3 separate regions of the Mus musculus genome follow, and all the other regions are linked to region 3. A link is a contact called in public Hi-C and Micro-C data. All regions are on one chromosome and are shown on one strand. The core of a region is the stretch at or near the end of the contact, and the rest is flanking DNA. Distances in the headings are between cores, read along the strand shown. Region 1 has its middle 150 kb from the start of Gm26128. Region 2 has its middle 160 kb from the start of Gm12295. Region 3 holds the start of Myocd (myocardin).

Region 1 (4,706 bases), core at 1,486-3,985, 210 kb before region 3:
TGCCAGGTGTGGTCGTCCCACTTGAAATCCCATTGCTGGCAAGTGAAAGACAAGAGGGTCCTGGAATCACTGGACTACCAGTCCAGCAGAAGTGGTCATTTCAGGTGAGGGAGAGACCCTGTGTCAAACAAGGTGGATAGGCAGCATTCTTGAGGATGACACCTAAGTACACACATGCATGTGCACCGGTCCACAGACAAACTGCACACATGAACATGTGAGTACATGTGCACGTGTACATGCGAGCGCATGAGCGCATGTGTACACACACACACACACACACACACGAATTTGTCCACGTGATTTAATTTTTATTCACATTTGGAAATTTTCACTGGTTTCAGAGCTGATATTTTCTTTAATAGAAGGTTTTATATACAAAGTCCGTTTTCAGTTTTTTAAGGTAGAAGAGGGATTGTGTATTCAGGTTATCGACTTTTTCCTTGAATGCTTATTGGTTGTGTGTCTTCTGAGGAATCTGACCTTTTCTTCTAAGGTGTCTGAATGATCATAACTCATTTATAACAGCCCTCTGACTACATAGTCCTTTCATGTCTTCATATTTTAGTGACGCCTCATGCGTGCCATTTCTCATTCCCAATGTTAATTTGTGAATCCCTTTACTTCCTCCGCGATGAGGTCTGGCTACAACCACAAAAATTTTCTTTGATCTTTTCAAATTTCCAGCTTTTGATCTCATTCATCTTCTCTACTAAAGCTTTTAAAAGTTTTATATCTAATTGGGATTCGCTCTGCTTCTAGTGTCCCATTGTTCTGTTGCTTTGAGTTTAGTGTGTTCTTTTTTGGTGTTGTGTTTTGTTATAGGTGGAGGCTCAGGCCACTGATAGGAGTTTAGTCTTTGGGATTTGCATTCCAGATGGTGAGAAAAGGAGCTATTCCCAGTTCTGTGTCATATCTGATCCTTTCAGGTCAAGGTTAGAGACAGCAAAATGGAGTCGTAACCTAAAAGTGCTCAGAGATCCAAGACTGGAGAACATTGCTTAGGGGGAGAAAACAGAGGAAGGAGAGGTCTCTGGCTGAGTCTGAAGAGTCTTTAGCATCTGGAGGTTTAGGAACCAGGAAGACCTGGAAGGTGGTGCCAAAAGATGCCCTCCTGTCCTACCAGGCACAGAGCCTTTTCTGAGCCACACGCAAAGTATTATAACTGCCATTCACCATGTGGCCACAGAGCAGCTGTTGATGAATGAATGAATGAATGAATGAGTGAGTGAATGAATGAGACCAATGAGGTGAAGAGATGATTGGAGAGATGTCAAAAGGATAGAACCACAGAAGACAATTGTAGGAAAATGAATTGGGTGGACCTATTCTTTTCCTTTGTGAAGCCCTGGAGAAAAGACTTTTTCCATCACTTTCCTGGGCACAGTGAATGCAAACTGGAACCCGCTGGTCTTCTGCTACAGAACCCATGAGGAGACAAAACAATGTATTCATGTTCGGCTTCCCGGATTGACTTTCTATTCCTTTGGTCTCTTGTCTGTTTTCACCCAGATCAAAGACTGCTTGTGAAATGTTTTGGCCCCAGAATAGAATTTAAGATTCACCAAGGGCAAGAGCAGACATTAATAAAAATCCATTTGGACCCTTTGGAACTGGGGACCACTATATGGGTCAAAGAGTCCGGGTATATCCCTGCCAGCCCCAAGAGACATAAAGATGTTGTTCCAAAGAACTGGGCTCTGGGTTAGTGACAGGCTCCATGGCTACCCCCTGCTGTGCTAGAGTGCCAAACCTCCCCCCTTGACTCACAGGACTGGCAGAGACAGTGACAGGCGCCTGGCCCAGGAGCCTGGCTGACATCCGGCTGACCGAAAGCCGAGCAAGAGAGCTCCAGAGAGCTGCAGAGAAAGGCACCCTTCTGAGGTTAACCACGATATTTACAGTTTCATAATTTCTGCGGAGAGCTGTGGTCTCGTGTTTTATACATTCAGCAAGTTGAATAGACCCTGGAAGGTTTAACTGTCCAGTTGAACCTATAATAAAGTTTATTTTGATTAAAACCTGCAACGAGCCTGAGTTTGGAGTTTGCAGCCTGGTGGCTTTGCATAAACAGTTTACTTAATATCGTTTTTGGCTCTTGTTCAATAAACCACCACGATAATCCCATTCACAGACAAAACAGATCACAGATTAGCAGACGCGCTGCTGTAAAACAGCCGGGTACCTGCACTTTGCAGGAAAGAGAGCGTCTGTTTGGAAGAGGACACTTGTCCGCCTTTGGAGCAGAAAGCATACTTTCTTTGGATAGCTAAAGAAGCAAAGGGTTGTTACATCGCTCTGCTTCTTTTTATACCACGAAAATAGATTTTAATTAAGCACATAAAGTGAGCCCGGCTTGGAGCTGTTATTTTCCAGAGAAGGCAAGCTGGCTTTGTTCAGATTGGAAGAGACCCTAGGCAAACGCCAAAATCACCTATGCTTACATTTCATTTTAATGTGCTCAAGTTCAATAAAAGTTTATCATCTCCATTAAACCAGTACCTATTGGAACTGATTTAATCTTCTTAGTGCACGGAACCACATGAAAGAAATCAAGAGCCCAGAACAAGACTGTGTCCATGGGGGGGCAGGATTACATAAGAGGAACATGGCTGGCTCACTGTTTGCCTCACCTGGTCTGGTCTGTGGGAGCACTTGCCTGTACCGTGTGGATGGAGCTCTAAGCCTGCAGTACCTTGGCTGTCTGCCACAGTGCAACACGCCGGGGAGTCTGCCAAGCTTGGGAGTCCTCAGCTGCTCAGTGTCACAGCACCACCGCGATCCCACACTGAACATGAATTGTGTGACATTTGAACAAACAGATGTCACGCGTAGGGGTGCGAGTCAAGCGTCTACTGGCAGCAGCGCAATGCGGACATAGATCTTGATTCCAACCCCAGAGAACTGAGGTGCATGTACACACACACACACACACACACTCACTCAGACACACATATGTATGCTCACACACACTTACTCAGACACACATGCAAATACACTCACACATGCACACATGCATTCATACACAAATATACACATACACACATGCACACACCTACTCATACACATGCCTTTTCCTGCAAGGGACAGAATCACTTTCTTCTCATCTTCCATGTGGCTTTTCCCATGAACACTAAATAAATACGTCAGTAAATAAATGAAATCTCCTATACTCCATGGCTAGGTATGAACAGAGTCCAAGACTGAGATGTGTTAGGTCATTAATTCAAGCTCTGGTGTGACCTTGTGAAATGGCCATAGAAGACGCGAGCGATTGTAGGGATGAGTGGATTACCACAGATGCCTGATTGCTTGACATAAATCTTGGGTGTGCATAAGCTCAGGAAACATAGGAATGCAAAGGGAAGCTGCAGAGTCCATTTCCTTAGAAGATTCAGTGAGAGCCGAGGCAGGAGGAACGTTTCTTAAGAGTCCAAGCAGAAAGTCCCAGAATGGAGGAAATGTTTTTTATTTTTCCTTCATCCCTGCATGTAACTTGTGGGAAACTGTGAAGACCACAGCTCTATGTGGGCATCTTAAGTGTCTTTAGCTTTGGGACCAGAAGGTGACTATTGCCCTTGACGTCTTAACTTTGGGGATAATGGCAAAAGCCACGGGAGCCTAGGGTGAAAGAACGTGGAACTGAATGTTTTGGATTTCTGTGGGATTATCAAGATTTCTGAAAATACCTGGTTAAATGCTGAGAGAGGAAGTCGAGGTCCTGTTTACACTGGCTTAGATGAGCCACCAAAGGCTGAGGGGCAGTGGCACGTCTCCTTTCTCTACCACTATTTCATTGAAAGGCTATTTGCAGCTCCTCTTCTGAGGTTAGACTTAGTAGACTGTCAGTCAGCTTGGGTTGCTGTGGCATAATACCCTAGACTAGGGTTGAGGGGTGGGACAAAAACTTTATTTCCCAGCATTTGCAGAAGCTACAGAGTGATTGATCAAAGTACTGGGCAAGTAGGTTTTGTTCTGAGGCTTCTCATGACACCTATGCACTGACCTTTCTGTGTCCTTTCATGATGGAAAAAGAATGGACAGAGTGTCTATGGTATCTCTTATGGCACCAATTCCACGAGGCCATGACACATCTAACACTAATTACCACCCAAGGCCCCATTTTCCAAGCATCTTACACTGGGGTCAGGCATTCAATATATAAAGTTGGAGGAAGAAAACAAAGTTCATGCCAAGACTTTGTCAAGGTGCCAGGGATATTTAAAATGCTTATGCAGCAGTCAGGGAGAAAGAAACAAAGAGGACCTTGGAAAGGACCCTTGTAGCTTCCTTGACTTGAGCTCTGAAGACCCACCTTCTCTCCCTTGTGCATGTTCCTCAAGGGCACCAAGTCTAATTGTTCTTCCCGGTCCCGGAAGACCTTGTCTAGAATCTCAGCACAGCTGTCTTTCTTAGTCTTTGGCTTGCAGAACCTGAGCTTGCCATCCCATGCATAGTTTCCCCCTGTTCCACTCACTCATTACCATTTCTAATATTTAAAAACCATTTAAAACCTTTTGTATGGTTATTTTCGCATCACCTGGCATTCCCCAGTTCTTGGTAACGCAGCTTCTATGACATCATGACTTTCTATGTCCATCCAAAGTGGAAAATTATCTTGCCCTGGCAGATATACAGTAGTATGCACTGACAAGTCTGAACTCCATTGAGAGGGTGGGAACAACATTCTGTGGGCATCACCGATG
Region 2 (4,942 bases), core at 2,033-4,532, 170 kb before region 3:
CAGGAAGCTGAGGGAACAAAAGTAGACGAGAAGCCCATTTGGAACTTGATTTAAGAAACATTTTCACATGGAGTGTGTGCATATACTGTGTTAGTGTGTGTGTTGATATTTCATTGTGACTGCTTTTCTATACGCAGTTATTATATCACTCAAAGCATGGCTAAGGACACCATTTCTTCAAGATAAGAAAAGTGGAGGATGCTAATATTCTAGCCTCTATTTTTATGTGATGAATTAGAAATGTTGAAATATAAAATGATTTGGCTAAAGATTCCCTAATTGTCTACTCTAAAAGACTCCAGCTATGTCAAAGTCTGAATTCTCCATTCCCTTTAAACTGCCCTGATGTGGGGCGACATGACAGAGAAAGCGAAGCCCAGCAGGGAGGTGGTGAGCAGACGCACAGAGGCAAGGAACTGGAGAATCGCGGCTTCATAAACTTTACATTCCTCATGGCTTCATTATAATTCTGTCTCGAGAGAGTCCATTCCGGGGAAGTCATTTTGGTGACTTGGATGAGGTCCATGGGAGATGTGCCTCACCATCTAATTTGTGGGTGTGTTAGAATAGGATGCTATTAAGATTCTCACAGAGCCTTTGGAATGTGGGGAGGGAGGCGGTGTTTATTTTATAGTTCTACACTTAACGTTGCTGGTGTCTAGAAGCTTTTGTTCATTTGTTCGTTCATTCATTTGTTCATGCATTCATTCATTCATTCATCACTCACTTATTCTAGCACATTGGATGAATGCCCACATCCACTTTCTGTAACATGCTTTTACAGGTTTTGCATTCAAAATTAAATAACTCAAGAGTTACGTTAAACCATTAGAGAAATCAGCGCTTCACTGGGAAGTAAGAAGGCTTCCCTTTCAAAACTGACCTATAAGCTGATGTAGAATCCTGGTGAACTGAAAAAAAAAATAGTGCCTAGAAATCTAGTGTTGATTTAGTTATCAAGAAGGAATTTTAATGATTCACTGTGTAAGAATTTATCAGAAAGGTACACTTGAATACATTCAAAGGTATGTATGTGAGAGTATGTTTTATCATTGGTCATCATAAAAAGACTAAATCTAATTTAAACATGGGTGGTCCCTGTCTTAGTTAGGATTTCTATTGCTATGATGAAATACCATGACCAAAAGCAACTTGGGGAGAAAAGGGTTTATTTCAGCTTATAGTTTTAGTCTACATTACAGTCCAGCCCTAAGGGAAACTTGGAGGCAGAAACTTTTACAGAAGCTATGGAGGGGTGCAACTTACTGGTTTACTCCCCATCACTCACTCAGCCTGCTTTCATATAGCATCAAGTACCACCAGGGCCACCAGCTTAGGGGTGACACCGCCCACGGTGGGCTGAGCCTTCCCACACCAATTACTAATTAAGAAAATGTCCCACAGGCTTTTTCTACAGACCAATCTGATGGAGGTGTTTTCTCAACATAGAGTTCCTCTTCCAAAATGACTGTAGCTTCTGTCAAGTGGACATGAAATTAGCCAGTATAGATCCCTGTAGCCACAGATTCCATGCTTACTGGTTCTTCACCTGGGAATTTAATAAACTGAAATTGGCACATATTTGGAAAAGTTTGAGTGGTTGCTGAACATATACCAACTCTTTTTTATTTTTATTGGCATTATTCCCTCAATGGTATTTTCTATCCATGTAGTATTTATAGTATATCTGGCATTGTGTCCAATGGAGAGACGTTAAAGTATGGGGGATGGTGTTAGCAGTTTGTATGCAGATGCTATGCTGCTAATATAACCTATTTGAGCACCCACTGATTATGGCATTTGTGGGAGGCCAAGAAGGAAGCCTTTATGGATATTAAAGGATGACCGTATTTAGAAGTTTTCATTAAATGATGACACAGTCACGGTATGGATGGGTGCTGACTTGAATTGTAACATCCAGACTGTCTCTAGCTCCTGTCTCTCTTCTTTATCACTTGGATTAGTCACTAACAGAAGAGGTGTTAAGTTGGTCATTTCCAAACTGGAATCTAGCTAGCTTATTTGGTACTACACACTCTTCCCCTCATACTTTTTATAACACATACAAAGTCAAAGTCCATTATTTCGCCTGTCTTGGTGTTTCTGACACATGGTAGAATGTTAATTTAAAATTTCATCATTGGGTGTCCCTGCGGCTGGATCCTGTATGCTCCTGGTGCCTGTCTTGTTCTTTCTGACATGCAGTAGAATATTCCTGCACCATTTTTCACACTCTTTATTTCTGACCTGTAAATCGCCATTTCTGCAACATTTCCTGATTCTACTTAGTGGATGAGACATCTAGAATAAAGATTGCACTCAGAGGGCTGATTCTGGGGAGTCTAATTCTGGGGTGCATTTCAATTCTGGTATTGCCTTTTCATTTTGCAAAAAAAATCTAGTTTCTCTTAATATTCTTCATTTTAACCCAGCTGCAAGATCTCTCTTGCCTTCCTCAGAGTTAGTCCCCTCTTCTCACATGACAACACCTGTCTCTTGACTGTACACAATCTTCAACTTTTCTCTTCTCTAAACATATCCAAAATAGTTTCTTAATAACCACTACCTATCACTCCCACCAACACAACCTAAAGGAAATTCAGATTTCTTTTCAATTTTTTAAATCCTTAAAGCATATGCCACCGAGAGCCACCATAGGACTAGAAAATAGTGGTTTCAAGAGTTGCTTGTATTAATTATGTTCTGCCTTCTCTGTACTTGAATCATATCGACAGAGAAGATTCATTCAATTGATTTTCATGTGTGTTTCACTTTAAAATTCAGAAAATGCTGCACCTTAGGTTTCAAAAGCAAGGTGTAGACTGATTAAGTTTTAAGTTAAAAGGGAAGAAAAAAATTTTAAAGGTTTGCATTAAAATGTAGATAGATGAATGTCCCAGCAATTTGTCATCGGCTCTAGAATGATCAGGAGGACTTGGGAGGAGAGGGGAGGATTTTCACGACATGTTGCGTTGTACTTTTACATTTGAAATGTGAGTGTATTAAAGTTTTCGAGGAATCGACATGCTCCATGGCGTTCATCCATCTGTCTTACCCAACTTTTTCCAAATGCCTCAGGAGAGGCACAGCTTACAGGCTTTTATCTGATCCCCAGAGACTCCCAATTATGGTTGCCTTGACTTCCTGCTGTCTCCCATTGGTGAGTCATAGGGATGGATAAGAAGGCTGTTTTTTTCCAGGCTCTTGAATCCGCCGAGGATGCTTCATGTGAGCACATAGCTGAGTAGTGCCTAGATGTACTTGTGAAGTTTCTTAGGAATCTTTGAAATGATTCAGTGCATTCCCTCTGAGCTCCGTGTTGTCACGTTGAACATTCAGCAGATGTGTTTGGCTCATGTGTAGCTTTTGATTCTCAGAGATGAAGAATTTTTCATTCTTGCTGGTCTGCCGAGTGCCAGAAACATTTGAAGTCATATCTCTCTGTGTCTCTGTCTCTCTGTCTCTCTCTCTCTCTCTGTCTCTCTCTGTCTCTCTGTCTCTCTCTGTCTCTCTCTGTCTCTCTCTGTCTCTCTCTGTCTCTCTCTGTCTCTCTCTGTCTCTCTCTGTCTCTCTCTCTCTCTCTCTCTCTCTCTCTCTCTCTCTCTCTCTCTCTCTCTCTCTGCTTTCTGTTGTCTTGTCTCTGATTTCTCCAGTCTTCTGAGTTCTCAGGTGAATTACAGAGGTCATACATATTTCCTTAGCATAGGTACATCTCGGAAAACATTGTACCACAGCAAAGCAAAGGTGAACCAGAATAAAAATAAGGGTGATCTATGGCCTGAGCATCCTTGTTTGCAATGGTCAGTTTAAGCACTCTCGACTTGACACAACCTACAATCGCCAAAGAAGAGGAACCCAATAGGGGTGTGTGTAGATCAGGTTGACCTGTGGACATGCCCGTGTGGAAATTTAATTAAGTGAGCAAGACCCACCCAGAATGTGAGAGGCATCATTTCAGTGGCTGGGCCCTGAACTGTAAAGAGTAAAACATGAACTGAGCAGGGGACATACATGCATTTTTTCTCGCTTTGTTCTGGAACTCGATGTGACCAGTGTCTTTGAATGTCTGTCTTGACTTTTCCTCAGTGGTAGACCACCACGTAAAATCGAATGCCAAACAAACCCTCTCTCCAGTAAGACCCTTTTCATCAGGGCATTTTCCCACAGCAACAGAAATGATGCCAGGACTGTGATTTTGCTAGCAGGTGTTTGTCTGAATTATGAAAACCACTATGTCTTCCCAGTACCCTGGGCTATTGCAGATCTAATTGTGGATCAGTTGAGTCTGGTTTGTCCCTCCTTTAGGTTGGATGTATAACCCAGGTGACTGACTCCTGGTGCAAGGCCTTTTTTGTTTATCAAGGGGTGAGAATTCTGTGTATACTTTGTGTAAAAGTCCTTCATCAGCTGTGCATTTTGCAAATAATTTCTTCCACCATGTGCTTTGTCTTTCTACTCTCTTGACAGTATAATTTCCAAGAACACAAATTTCTATGTACCTATGATGTGTATGTGTGTGTACATATTGTATGTGGGGGTAGAGGTGTCTTCTTCAATTATTTTCATTTTTCTAATTTTTTTTTCTGTTTTTTTTCCGAGACAGGTTTTCTCTGTCTAGCTGTCCTGGAACTCACTTTGTAGACCAGGCTGGCCTCAAACTCAGAAATCTGCCTGCCTCTGCCTCCCAAGTGCTGGGATTAAAGGCGTGTGCCACCACCGCCCGGCTCATTTTTCTAAATTTTAAAAGATATGTGTACTCCTGTGTGCATATTTCTGTGTGTGTGGAGACTGGTCTGCTCATGTCATAGCATACAGGTGGAGGTGAGCTGGCTCTTTCTGTTTTCCTTTCTTTTGGTTTGAGACAAAGGCTTTTGTTTGCCGCTGTGTAGACAGGCTAGCTGCCGTGCAAGCTTTAAGGATGCTCCTCTTTCCACCTCCCCTC
Region 3 (4,503 bases), core at 257-2,756:
AGATGGAAGAACAGGCTGGAAGCCAAGGAACATGGGTGGCCTCTAGTAGTTGGAAAGGGAAAGGAAATGGAGTCTCTTCATGAGCTTCCAGAAGGGAACACAGTTCTGCCAACACCTTGATTTTTTTTTTTTAACTCAGTGAGACCAGTTTCTGACTCCCAGCCTTCAAACCTGCAAGGTAATGAATCGGGATTGATGTAAGCCATTAAAGCGGCTGTGATCTGTTCCCACAGGAACAGCCCAGTTCAGCACTGCTTGTGGAATGCACAACCACTGCCAGGCTACCACAGGAGGCAGCCTGTTGTAGGCTCGTACTGCCCAACCCTATTCACAAGAGGAAGTTGAGTAGCAGGGCTCCACCTCCTCTCTGATTTAGTGAGGAGGAGCATTACCTATCTCAGAAAACGAATTCCAAGATTCAAGTGCATTGGTGCAACCCAGAGAATGGGAAAAAGGAAGGTCTGGGCACCCTAGGGTGTCTTCAGCAACAGTTGATAGAGGCAGAAGACCCCGGATCAGGGCAGAGATTAGTCCCTAACAGATATTGTTACATTAGGCCTCCACCTGTCATTGTCATTCTCTTCAAGAATTCACAGCTTTGAGACAAAAGGGGAGATGTAAAGAATTGTATCTGGGAGCTCACGTGCATATAAAGTTGCAAATAGTGGCAAATTGTGTGTTGTATGTATGCAGTTCAATGTTTTTTTTCCAACTATCTAAATCTTTGTCTTAGAACATGTGTTGTACTTAATGATGCACGTGGGACCCTGTCACCCCAGGCACCCCAGAGACGCGCATCCTCAGCGCCTCTTTGGGTCCCTTTCCCACTATGAAAGGGACGTGAAAAACCTCTGCACTTTTCCGATCTGGCTTGCCCAGGCCACCGAATCCTACCCTGTTGAGTGCTCAATAGTACGCTCAACTTTTGCACCAATCGCACTCTGGGCTCAGTCCCCAGACACAAACTTTTTGTGAATCCAAAGAGAACATCCAACCACAGGGAAAGACTTTCTGCCACTTCTTCAGCCGCTCAGTAGCTGCTCCAGGCATCGGTCTCCTGAAGCACCACCGCTCGGATACAGAGGGGAAGCGGGTGCTCCCGGGAGTTGCAAGCCAACCCAGCTTCTTGGCCCAGGCTCCAGCGCGTTCTGGAGATGTACCTTCCAGAGCCCTGCAGTAAGCTGGGGACACCAGGGACATGCACACCTAGGACAAGCAGATACACTCCTACCGTCGCCAGGCGCCACCTGCACGCCGGGCGCCGCCTGCAGCCTTCGGGCATCCGATTTAGGGGTGCCAGTGCAGAGACTCCCGCCTGGGCAAGCAGCCTTGGCGCACTATTCTGCAAAGAGTTAAGAGCCGGCTGTTAAGACTCCTGGGGCCGCGTCTGGTCCCCAGGCCCCGCTCACCGCTCCTGATTGGCTGATCTCCTGTCAGTAGTAAAGAGGATCAGATAGCAAACTTGGGACCTTCATAAAGGCGTGGTGGCGGTACTCCGCGACCGCTGGCAGCCTATGACATCAGCCAGGAACGCCTAGGATGCGGCTGTTCCCGGCCACCCTCAGAGGAGGAGGGTCCTGCCTGCTGGGAGTTAATTAGCCTCGCGAGCGGCGAGGGGGGAGGCGCCAGTTTTCTGGGGACACTGGCGGCCACTGTGCGTCCTCCTACCCAAGGGAGCTCCCCAAGAGTTGGATGAATTCTGGGTTGTTAGCTGCTGTCCTCTGGGCTCCCGGGAGCCAGTTTCTGGTGGAAAGCGGGGCGCCTGGCCAACGACCAGCGGCTTGCTGAGACTCACCATGACACTCCTGGGGTCTGAACACTCTTTGCTGATTAGAAGGAAGTTCCGATCAGGTAGAGTAAGGCGTTCAGCACTCCTTAAACTTTTCATCTCTACCACTCAACTGCTTTACAATGAATGCTTCGGGCCTGAGGTGGCGGCCTTCCCTCTGTTTCCCCAAAATGAACACTGTGTTTGACTGAATGCCTTCAAATGTCTTCCCTTTGACCTGTGTTAAGTTTGAGTTTTGTTTACGAATAATCCAATGTTTTACTTTATTTTACTATATTTTCCTTTATCGGTAAATAGACATTTTTAAGGGGACGACCCAAAAGGAACTGTGTTGAAATGGGCAACTCCAGGATCTGAAGTTATAGAGTGGGCGCGTTATCAGTTACAACCGCTGAGACAATGTGCCTAGGACTGTGAGACGTCTAGGGGTCACTTAACATGTAGCTAATCCAAACAAATGTATTTCCCAAAAAAGTCACTTGGAGGAAGTAAAAATAGCGAATTTGGAGCACACCAAGAATTTTTAAATGACATCACCATGGGGGAAAAAAACCAGCGCCACAAATATTTTTTCCCAAACCATCTGATATTTATAAATGGACAATTTTCCCTAAAATTGTTGTGTTAGTGGCACACAGAGAAACTTCTGGAGGGACACTCAGGAGAGGTGAGTATAAGGAAAGGGTACGTGGGGGCCTACAGAAGACGCAGGATTGTGTTCCCTCGTTCGCATCCTGGAAGGGCTACCTAGCTTTGCCCATTCTTGCTTTTATAACAGTGGTAACAGGGCCATTCAATGATGGCAGGGCACCTTCTAAGAACGAACATTTTGGTGGATAGCTCTGGTGTGAGCCTTCCATGTAACAGGTGCTGGCTGATGCTGGTGCCACTCACTCTGTCAATTCCCTTGGTCCTTCTGAAGGAGCTACTCAACTGTTTGTCTTGAAATGAGTGGCTCAGAAATTGTGCACAGTGGGTGATGGGCCATAAGGAGCCTCTGTAACCACCTCAGTTGTTCCTGATCCTTAGGTGTGGATGGGACACTCTGGGGATTTCTTGAAGGATTGTTTAGTGAGGCAAGTTGAAAACTTAAGAGCTGAAGTGGCCAGGAGCCACAGTGCCTCTGGAGGCCTGGGGTGTGTCTCCTAACCACTAGCCACCGGGGTCAGCCATGCACGTTTGTCCTTTCCATGTTGAGGTGAGGTGGTTAGTTTGTTCATCAGAGACCTCACATGCTTGGTAATTTGCTCAAAACCACAAGGCAATACTGCCACCTTTCTGAGGGAGCAAGGATGTCATTTTTGTTTTTGCATAAAGCTGAGTTTATTTCAACTGCTCCCGTGCAGTTTAATGGGGTAGACGGAGGGACAGGGAGAGGCTGCTGGATCATTTCTAAAAGGATTTGGTGATGTTCTTGATAGTGGGCTTGCAAAACAGACTTATCAAGGAATTCCTCAGCTGAAATATGGTGGAGAGGGAAAACTGTTTGCACTATTTTAACCCCTAACTCAGTGGATTGTGCAGGCCTGAGGTCTCTACCTGGACCCTGCGAATCTTTATCCTGGAGCTTTGAAGAAGTCCAACCCCACTTTTTTTTTTTTTAAGACAGGGTTTCTCTGTGTAGCCCTGGCTGTCCTAGAACTCACTCTGTAGACCAGGCTGACCTCAAAATCCACCTGCCTCTGCTTTCCAAGTGCTGGGATTAAAGGCATGTGCCACCACTGCCTGGCACCAATCCCACGTTTTTCAGGCATTTTTGTCATAAGGAAGGTAGTTTGTCGAAGCATAATACAGAAGTAGGAAGCTTAATTTAAGCTTTGATTTAAAAGTTGAGGGGACTGGAATCGATGACAGACAAAGCCAGTTGCGCATCTTAGGTGTTGTGCTTGATAATCTTACACAAGAGAAAGAAAAACATTATTGTAAGATTGTAAATCAGTTGATGGCTACTGGTTATAGTTCCTGGACAGAGTGACCATGGTGGACATGTGGCCCTGAGGCCTGCCTGGCCTTGTATTAACTGCCTCTGCCTAGGGGACTTTGCTTCACTTTCTGTCTAAAAATGAATGAGGAAGGTCTCTTGTTCACCTTGATATCTCTCTCTCTCCCTCCCTCCCTCCCTCCCTCCCTCTCAGTCACCCCCATTTCTTTCTTGAGGGATTCCAGCTGCCAACTCTAAAACTTCGTATATAGCAGTGAATATTCACTTCAATAGTAGATCCTGGTAGTATGATTTTAAAATTAATGTTTCAAAACTAACTGAAAGTAAACTGTCTTACGATTATAGCAATGGGCTTGCTGTGATAGGACTCGTCCACCATCTCCAGACAGTCCCTCTCATTCTGAAACTGGCGTGGGCAGCAACCATGTTTTACCAACTCCCTACTTACAAGTAGACGTGTGATTGACTGACCTGCCATGAAAGTTTGGGACTCAGAATGTTTACATCTGTGAACATGTTTAGTGATGTTAATTAATCTTACCTAGCAGAAGCAGGGTGTCATGGCTGAATGTGCGGGTCTCGGTCAGACTAGCTGGGTTTTCAAGCCATCACCTCTTTGGTTTTGGCTATATGACCTTTAACCTAGGCCAGCATCATAGCTCTTCTGCATCTTACGTGCCTCATACGTGGAGAATGCTGGTGACTTCATGGTGCTTAGAAGAGATAAATCTGATAACACAAGTACCTGAGTTAGGACATTGACATGCTGGTG

Evidence for each region. A called contact is a pair of places that touch in the nucleus more often than the background predicts.
Region 1: a Hi-C map of cerebellum shows a contact between it and region 3, with 1.9 times the contacts expected there. The contact joins the enhancer-like site here to the promoter of Myocd in region 3. A contact is called at or near these places in 2 of 39 promoter capture datasets (the 3T3-L1 cell line and hippocampal neurons), 13 of 484 Hi-C or Micro-C datasets (the HL-1 cell line, cerebellar granule neurons, cerebellum and 6 more) and 2 of 9 other capture datasets (adipose tissue and pancreatic islet).
Region 2: a contact with region 3 is called in a Micro-C map of the HL-1 cell line, with 4 times the contacts expected there. The contact joins the enhancer-like site here to the promoter of Myocd in region 3. A contact is called at or near these places in 1 of 39 promoter capture datasets (hippocampal neurons) and 4 of 484 Hi-C or Micro-C datasets (the HL-1 cell line, adipose-derived mesenchymal stem cells, nephron progenitors and 1 more).

The regions. Positions count from the first base shown.
Region 1 is chr11:65,473,485-65,478,190 of GRCm38.p6, reverse strand. No RefSeq gene overlaps it. Among named protein-coding and RNA genes, the nearest start is that of Gm26128, 150 kb to the left of the region's middle. Within about 2 kb of position 2,735, at least 31 of the 459 cell types and tissues checked have an H3K27ac peak or open chromatin away from gene starts, as enhancers often do. A contact at or near this core is called in cerebellar granule neurons, cerebellum and granulosa cells, where this site is marked.
Region 2 is chr11:65,441,956-65,446,897 of GRCm38.p6, reverse strand. No RefSeq gene overlaps it. Among named protein-coding and RNA genes, the nearest start is that of Gm12295, 160 kb to the right of the region's middle. Within about 2 kb of position 3,282, at least 18 of the 459 cell types and tissues checked have an H3K27ac peak or open chromatin away from gene starts, as enhancers often do. A contact at or near this core is called in the HL-1 cell line and adipose-derived mesenchymal stem cells, where this site is marked.
Region 3 is chr11:65,266,992-65,271,494 of GRCm38.p6, reverse strand. It overlaps Myocd (myocardin), which reads left to right and starts at 1,506. Exons shown (of 13, transcript NM_146386.3): 1 at 1,506-1,851. The coding sequence starts at 1,797. It overlaps Gm30586 (a long non-coding RNA gene), which reads right to left and starts at 1,570. Exons shown (of 3, transcript XR_001780238.2): 1 at 1,232-1,570.